Regions from separate parts of the Mus musculus genome. Here region 1 is linked to region 2. The links are chromatin contacts, called in public HiChIP or PLAC-seq maps. All regions are on one chromosome and are shown on one strand. The core of a region is the stretch at or near the end of the contact, and the rest is flanking DNA. Distances in the headings are between cores, read along the strand shown. Region 1 overlaps Sdc1 (syndecan 1). Region 2 overlaps Hs1bp3 (HCLS1 binding protein 3).

Region 1 (2,866 bases), core at 16-2,515, 450 kb after region 2:
GCTAGCCCACCATGCTGTGGGACCACTCCCAGCATGCTCTGCCTTTGGTTTGTTTCCCAGGGGCCTCAGTGCCTTTTAAAGATGCACAGGCATCTTTAGTTCAAGGGGAAAGAGGAAATGAAGTGTATTTGCTGGTGGTGGTATTCCTGTCACTTGCATTCTCACAGAGGCTAAAGAAATTTGCTCTTTGTATCTTCTAGTCTCTTCTTTATGATCTTTTCCCATCTGTTGTATCCCAACTGCAGGGCCCCAGTTCTAGAATTAGCCCCTCCCCCATAGGAAGCCGACTTATGCTATAATGTGAATGACAAGTATCCTTTAGCCCTTCCCACAGGCATTTTAATTTTCAAAAGGGCATTGCACAACCGCAGAGACACTAAGAAGAGAGGTTTGGTGATCAGAGTTACAGCCCCAGCCTCCCAGCTGGTGGCCCGGCTGGTGCAGGTGTGTCGAAAGCAGTAGTTTCTGCTTCAGTGAAACTTGAGGATCCTTTATTTAGCCAGTTCAGGGGCGGAATGGCCATGCGAAGTCTATGTGTCACAGGTGTCAGGCCCCCATATCCTGCTGAGTCTAGAATCAGCTACGTAGCAGTTTTGGGGGTATTGCCAGACTGGGAGTTTACATCCCAGAAGCGAGAATGGTGGGGTTCCTATACTGCTCCAGACAGGATCTTTCCCCCAAGTTTGTCAGCCACCTCTCTTCAAGTCCCTTGGCTCTGACCAGCAAGACGTATCCAAAAGAAACTGAGGAGGCCCTTCACTTCTTTTTAGGATAGTGTGGGGCCAGCATGGTGGGGGTTGGGAATGGCTTTCTGTCTCTTCCATCATCACAGGCTACTTCCCAGAGACACTTTGATTCTGGGCATCTCCAGCAGTCACCTGGCCCACAATGCTTTGCTGCCCTTTGCTTCAGCCACTGTATCTGGTTGTCCCTTGAAGGTGAGCCAGAGCTCCTAGGCAGAGAGCATGTGCTATACAAAGCCGTAGGCTGGGCCCTGGGAACCTTCTTGCTGTCATCCTCCTGTCAAACCCCTATGGTATGGTAGCCCACATAAGGCTTGTGCCAAAAAACAGGCCAAAACATAAGTTATCTTTTCACTCTATCGGGTCTTCTCATTTTCCCATGGTACGTTCGGCTGGCCAGGCCCAAAAGATTTGAAGAGAGGTGGCTGGCAAGTCTAGGGGAATAGGTCCTATCTGGTTCCCTCCAGGAGCAGTGCCTAGTGAGAGGCTGGGCCTGGGCCAGGGCCAGGCGCCCTTGCTCCACATTGCCTGAAGTCCCGCCCTGCCCGTCCTGGCTGGGATCTGGCAGGTCTTCCAGCTCCACACCCGGCTCTCAGCTGAGCCTGCTCAGAGACTAGTCCTGGCATGTGGGTTGCAGGGCTGGTTCCAGCTCCACCAGGAGGTATGGGCGTCTGGGTACTCATGGGACATTGACCTGTAGTGGGTATGGAGAGTGGAGGAATGGTACAGGCAGGTGTGCTGGTGCTGACGGACTTGACTCCGGCATTGACCTTGGCTTGCAGTCTGGTGTTAAACTAACAGGGAATGCTGACAAAAAAGACAGTTATTAAAACCAAGACAGGATACTGCTTTCCCACTCAGCCCATTCCCAAGAATCCCCAAGACGTACAGGAAATGTGCAACAGCAGTGGGAATTGCTGAGTTGGGGGATGTGGGTGAGCTGTGTGCTCCCAGGGAATTTTGGGAAATTCCCCTCCGTTGAAATGCTGTCAGGGTCTGAGCCTTGGAGGTGTTTTTGGGGTGCTGTGCTCCCCAGCTAAGCAGCTAACAGTCCTCTTTACCTGCCTTGTCCTCACCTTGGCCCCACCCTGGGTTGGGCCTCTCGTTCACTCCCTGCTGGGTCACCAGTCACTTCAGTGCAGGTCTCAGCTTGATTCTTGGTGGAGAGAGAGAAAGTTGATAAATCAGGGTGCCTGTCAGCCGGAAATTTGGGTGTTGCCTGAAGGCACCAATGGGGGCCCTCCCTTCTGGAGGTGGCTTTAGGAAGGGGTTTCTGGGTCTTGAGGCCTCCTTACAGTTTCTTAGCTCCATGGGAGAGAAGTGAGGAGTTGGGTATCGTCACCCCAGCATGAATCTCTGGTCACCTCTCAGCATGCACTGTCCAGCCTGATCTTTGAGTGCCATAAAAGAACAGAATTATCCTCTCAGAGCACTTCATTTCCCGCCAGCACAGTGGGTACAGAGACAAGCTGCCCAGACTCCCAGCGAGGGACTAGTTGAGCCCCAGCATGGGACTAGTTGAGCTAGACCTGATACAGTCCCAGAGAGCCTCGTTGAGGAAGCTTTGGGAAAATTCACCCAGCATTTCAGCCAGGACTGGAGGAAAAGGTGATTATGGGAAAGAGAGCAGTCAAGACCCCAGGCTGTAGGACACAGGATACAAACTGAGAGCTACCGGATAGGAGTAGGTTTTAGTCACAATCTCTCCTGTCCGCCCTACCCTCCAGGAGACATTGCACCTTGTAGAACAGCTGCCCCGGAGGTCCACCTTTGGGGCCCCCTGGGGTAGCTCAGTAGTGTCAGCATCCTCTCATTGACATCAGTCAGGTTACACAGTGGGGCAGCTAATGTGAAGGCGCTAGGCTGGGAAGCCAGCTACTTGGGAAAACTAGGTTGTTCCTGGTAGGCCCTAGCAGGAAGGCAGTTCCTCCTTTTCTTGGTGGCTTTAGGGGTCTTTGGAAGCTTTGAATGTTCCCTCAGCTCGTTGGTGAAGCAGGCCCTCCTGGTACTGTGGTGTTTGTCTTCGAAGAGTGAAGGCATTGGAAGTAAAGACTGATGGGGCGCCTTCCCAGGATGCTTTGCTTCTTGCGCTGGCTTACAGAGCTCTCTTGCTACCTAGTGCC
Region 2 (2,700 bases), core at 88-2,587:
GCATCTCAGGTGGGTCTGTCTGCATCACCTAGAGCAGGCACCTCTACAGGGGCACTGCTTGGGGAGTGCTGGTTGGAGGAAGGGGAGGAGGAGGAATGGACAGGCTGCTTGCTGCTGAAAGGCTGGCAGGGGTTATTGTTAGAGGAGCAGCGATGGAATAGAGAAAGGGCTTTGTAAACATGAGCGCTGACAACTGCTGCTCTGACCCCTCATTCCCTGTCTTATTACTTTGTCTGTCTGTCTGTCTGGATGCCTGCCTGCCTGCCTGCCTGTTTCTCCTTCCTTCCTTCCTTCCTTCCTTCCTTCCTTCCTTCCTTCCTTCCTTCCTTCCTCCCTCCCTCCCTCCCTCCCTCCCTCCCTCCCTCCCTTCCTCCCTTCCTTCCTTCCTTCCTTCCTTCCTTCCTTCCAGTCAGCTAATCTGTCTTCCTTCTATCTGATGACTATCCAGCTACACAGGACAGATGCCTATCTGTCGGTCTGTCTGCCTGCCTGCCTTCTTCCTTTTAGTATTTGCTGAACACCTTTCTGCAGTTTTAGGATCAATCAGACAAGACCCTGGGGGCTTCCAGGTCCCCTGATGCCCCTTGTGTTCTCGTGGGTGATCTGAGGGATTTGAGGACAGGACCGCCAGGTAGCTGGGGCAGGGTAGTCAGTGCTGACTGAACACTGTTGTGCTGAGCATCTGCTTCAGTTCAGTGCAGCAGAAATCACAGATGTCACCAAGGAGGACAAAGATGCGTGTCAAGCTTGTGAGGGAAGCTCGCCCAGAACGGTCTAGCCTTATCTGTGTCCGTTCAGGAGGACAGACGGATGGTCTAGCCTTATCTGTGTCTGTCCTGGACGGACTGAGCAGAACTGGGGAAGTGGTTGGAACCTCCCTCACCTGGCTTCCCGCCTGTTCTCTCACGCACTGTGCTTCCTGCTGTTCTTGATCCGTAGGCGGCTTTGCTCCCCTGCCCTCTGGGCCTTTTAAGTGGGTAGCATGCGCATTGGGTCCCCAAAGAAAGTGGTTTCTGAGTGGAGGGCAAAGCTACCAGAATGGCTGAGGATCAGCCTCAAGCCCTGAAGTGACTGGCCAGGCACTGCCGATACAGGTGTAAATGGGGTTCTCTGCCAGTCACTGCTGCTGTGCCCACTGGATCCAGGGCCAGGGGCCAAGCAAAGGACATTATGATAGGTGATCAAGAGACGGACATATTGGTGATGAAACAGAGCCTACAGTTCTCATAGGGCTGGTCTAAGGGCCCCCCAACCCCAGTCGATGGTCACATTCCACAGAGCCGTGCTCACAGCTTCCATCCAGGGCCTTCTAGGCATATTGACACAGGGAGTCCAGACTCTGGTCACCCTTGCTAGGGCCATGGCCTCTGTTAGTCACCAGGACTGTTGATTCTGCCTGATAGATAAAACTACAGGGGCGCCCTCCCACAAGGAGCAGCTGAGTCCACCCTGCAGGATCTGAGAGGAGCTAGAGCCGAGGCTTTCTGAAGGGTGCGAGCTAGCGAGCTAGCGATCCTTCACCCACCCCCAGCACCACAGGCAGGCCAGAGCTCTGTTGGCACTTCACCATGGTGGCCCCTGTTGACGTGCACATACTGCAGTAGGGACACAGATGCCATCACTGTTGAACTGTGCCACTTTCACCCCAGTGGACAACACAGACAATTCTGTTCATGGGATATTGAGAGTAACAAGCAAAGTCATAAGTATTGTCCTAGTATGATCATAATTAGTTACTACCCTACTCCCAGGCCCAAAATGTCCAGCCTGCTAGGCGATCTCCACCAGACACGCTATGCCTCTGAACTGGGGTGGGAGGGGGGTGGTTCTGCAGGAATAGTCACCTCAGAGTCCCTGGCCTTGCAGCACCCAGGGACCTGGTATTTTTATCTGAGACTGGATAGTCTGTGTTACAGCTTTTGGCAATGGCCAGCCTCTGTGCAGTTTGCCACTGTGTTGCCAACATGAGCTCAGAGGTGACCTCAGCCCAGTGGAACCGGCTGCCAGGCGCTTGGGAGAATGCAATCCTGGGTTCCAGTAAAAAGGAAAAACAAAACAAAACAAAAAACTTTTGCCGTTTATAGGAATCTTAAAATGCCTAACGTGGGTGGCAGCCCCAGAGCTTGAGGTCAGCTTGTTAAAATAAAACCAAGTTTGTGATCTGGAGACAGTGTCACAAAGGCAGCCCAGATCATGTGATCCAGCAAACATGAAGCTTGCCTATCCACCTGGATCAAGAAATAAAACTGTGGCACACCCCAAGAAACCTCTCTGGTGACCCCCAGTTTCCCACCACAAGCATCTCAGGGCAGGAGCTCTTCAGTCAGGGAACAGGTGTGGCAGAGCCAAGCCCACCTGACTCCAGAGGAACTTCAGAAGGGCTACCCTACCCAGGGGGAACCACATTGTTGCTTAGAAGGGCAGCAGGTATACTACTTAGAGAAGACTGATGTTCAATGTCCGGCAAAGCAGGGCTTAGGCTTTGTGATGGTTAATATTGCCCGTCTAACAGGATCAAGGATTAACTAGAAAGCTAGCCTCTGAGCGTATCTGTGAAGGGTTTTTGGATTGGACTAATTGAGGTTGGAAACCCCTCCCTAAATATGGGCAGCACCAGGGTATGGTCTGGTGTCCTGGACTTAATAAAGGGGTAAAGCAAACCAAGCACCAACATTAACCCCCACCCTGGGGGGGCCGCCA

Evidence for each region. HiChIP or PLAC-seq counts read pairs in DNA pulled down with a chosen protein or histone mark.
Region 1: a FOXA1 HiChIP or PLAC-seq map of pancreatic cancer cells shows a contact between it and region 2. The contact joins two enhancer-like sites. A contact is called at or near these places in 4 of 484 Hi-C or Micro-C datasets (the G1E-ER4 cell line, embryonic stem cells and epidermal suprabasal cells) and 4 of 115 datasets of contacts at active chromatin or transcription factors (embryonic forebrain, forebrain, neural tube and 1 more).

Annotation. Positions count from the first base shown.
Region 1 is chr12:8,780,911-8,783,776 of GRCm38.p6, forward strand. All of the region lies in intron 1 of Sdc1 (syndecan 1), which reads left to right. Among named protein-coding and RNA genes, the nearest start is that of Sdc1, 11 kb to the left of the region's middle. Within about 2 kb of position 1,266, at least 62 of the 459 cell types and tissues checked have an H3K27ac peak or open chromatin away from gene starts, as enhancers often do. A contact at or near this core is called in pancreatic cancer cells, where this site is marked.
Region 2 is chr12:8,332,469-8,335,168 of GRCm38.p6, forward strand. All of the region lies in intron 4 of Hs1bp3 (HCLS1 binding protein 3), which reads left to right. Among named protein-coding and RNA genes, the nearest start is that of Hs1bp3, 20 kb to the left of the region's middle. Within about 2 kb of position 1,338, at least 67 of the 459 cell types and tissues checked have an H3K27ac peak or open chromatin away from gene starts, as enhancers often do. A contact at or near this core is called in pancreatic cancer cells, where this site is marked.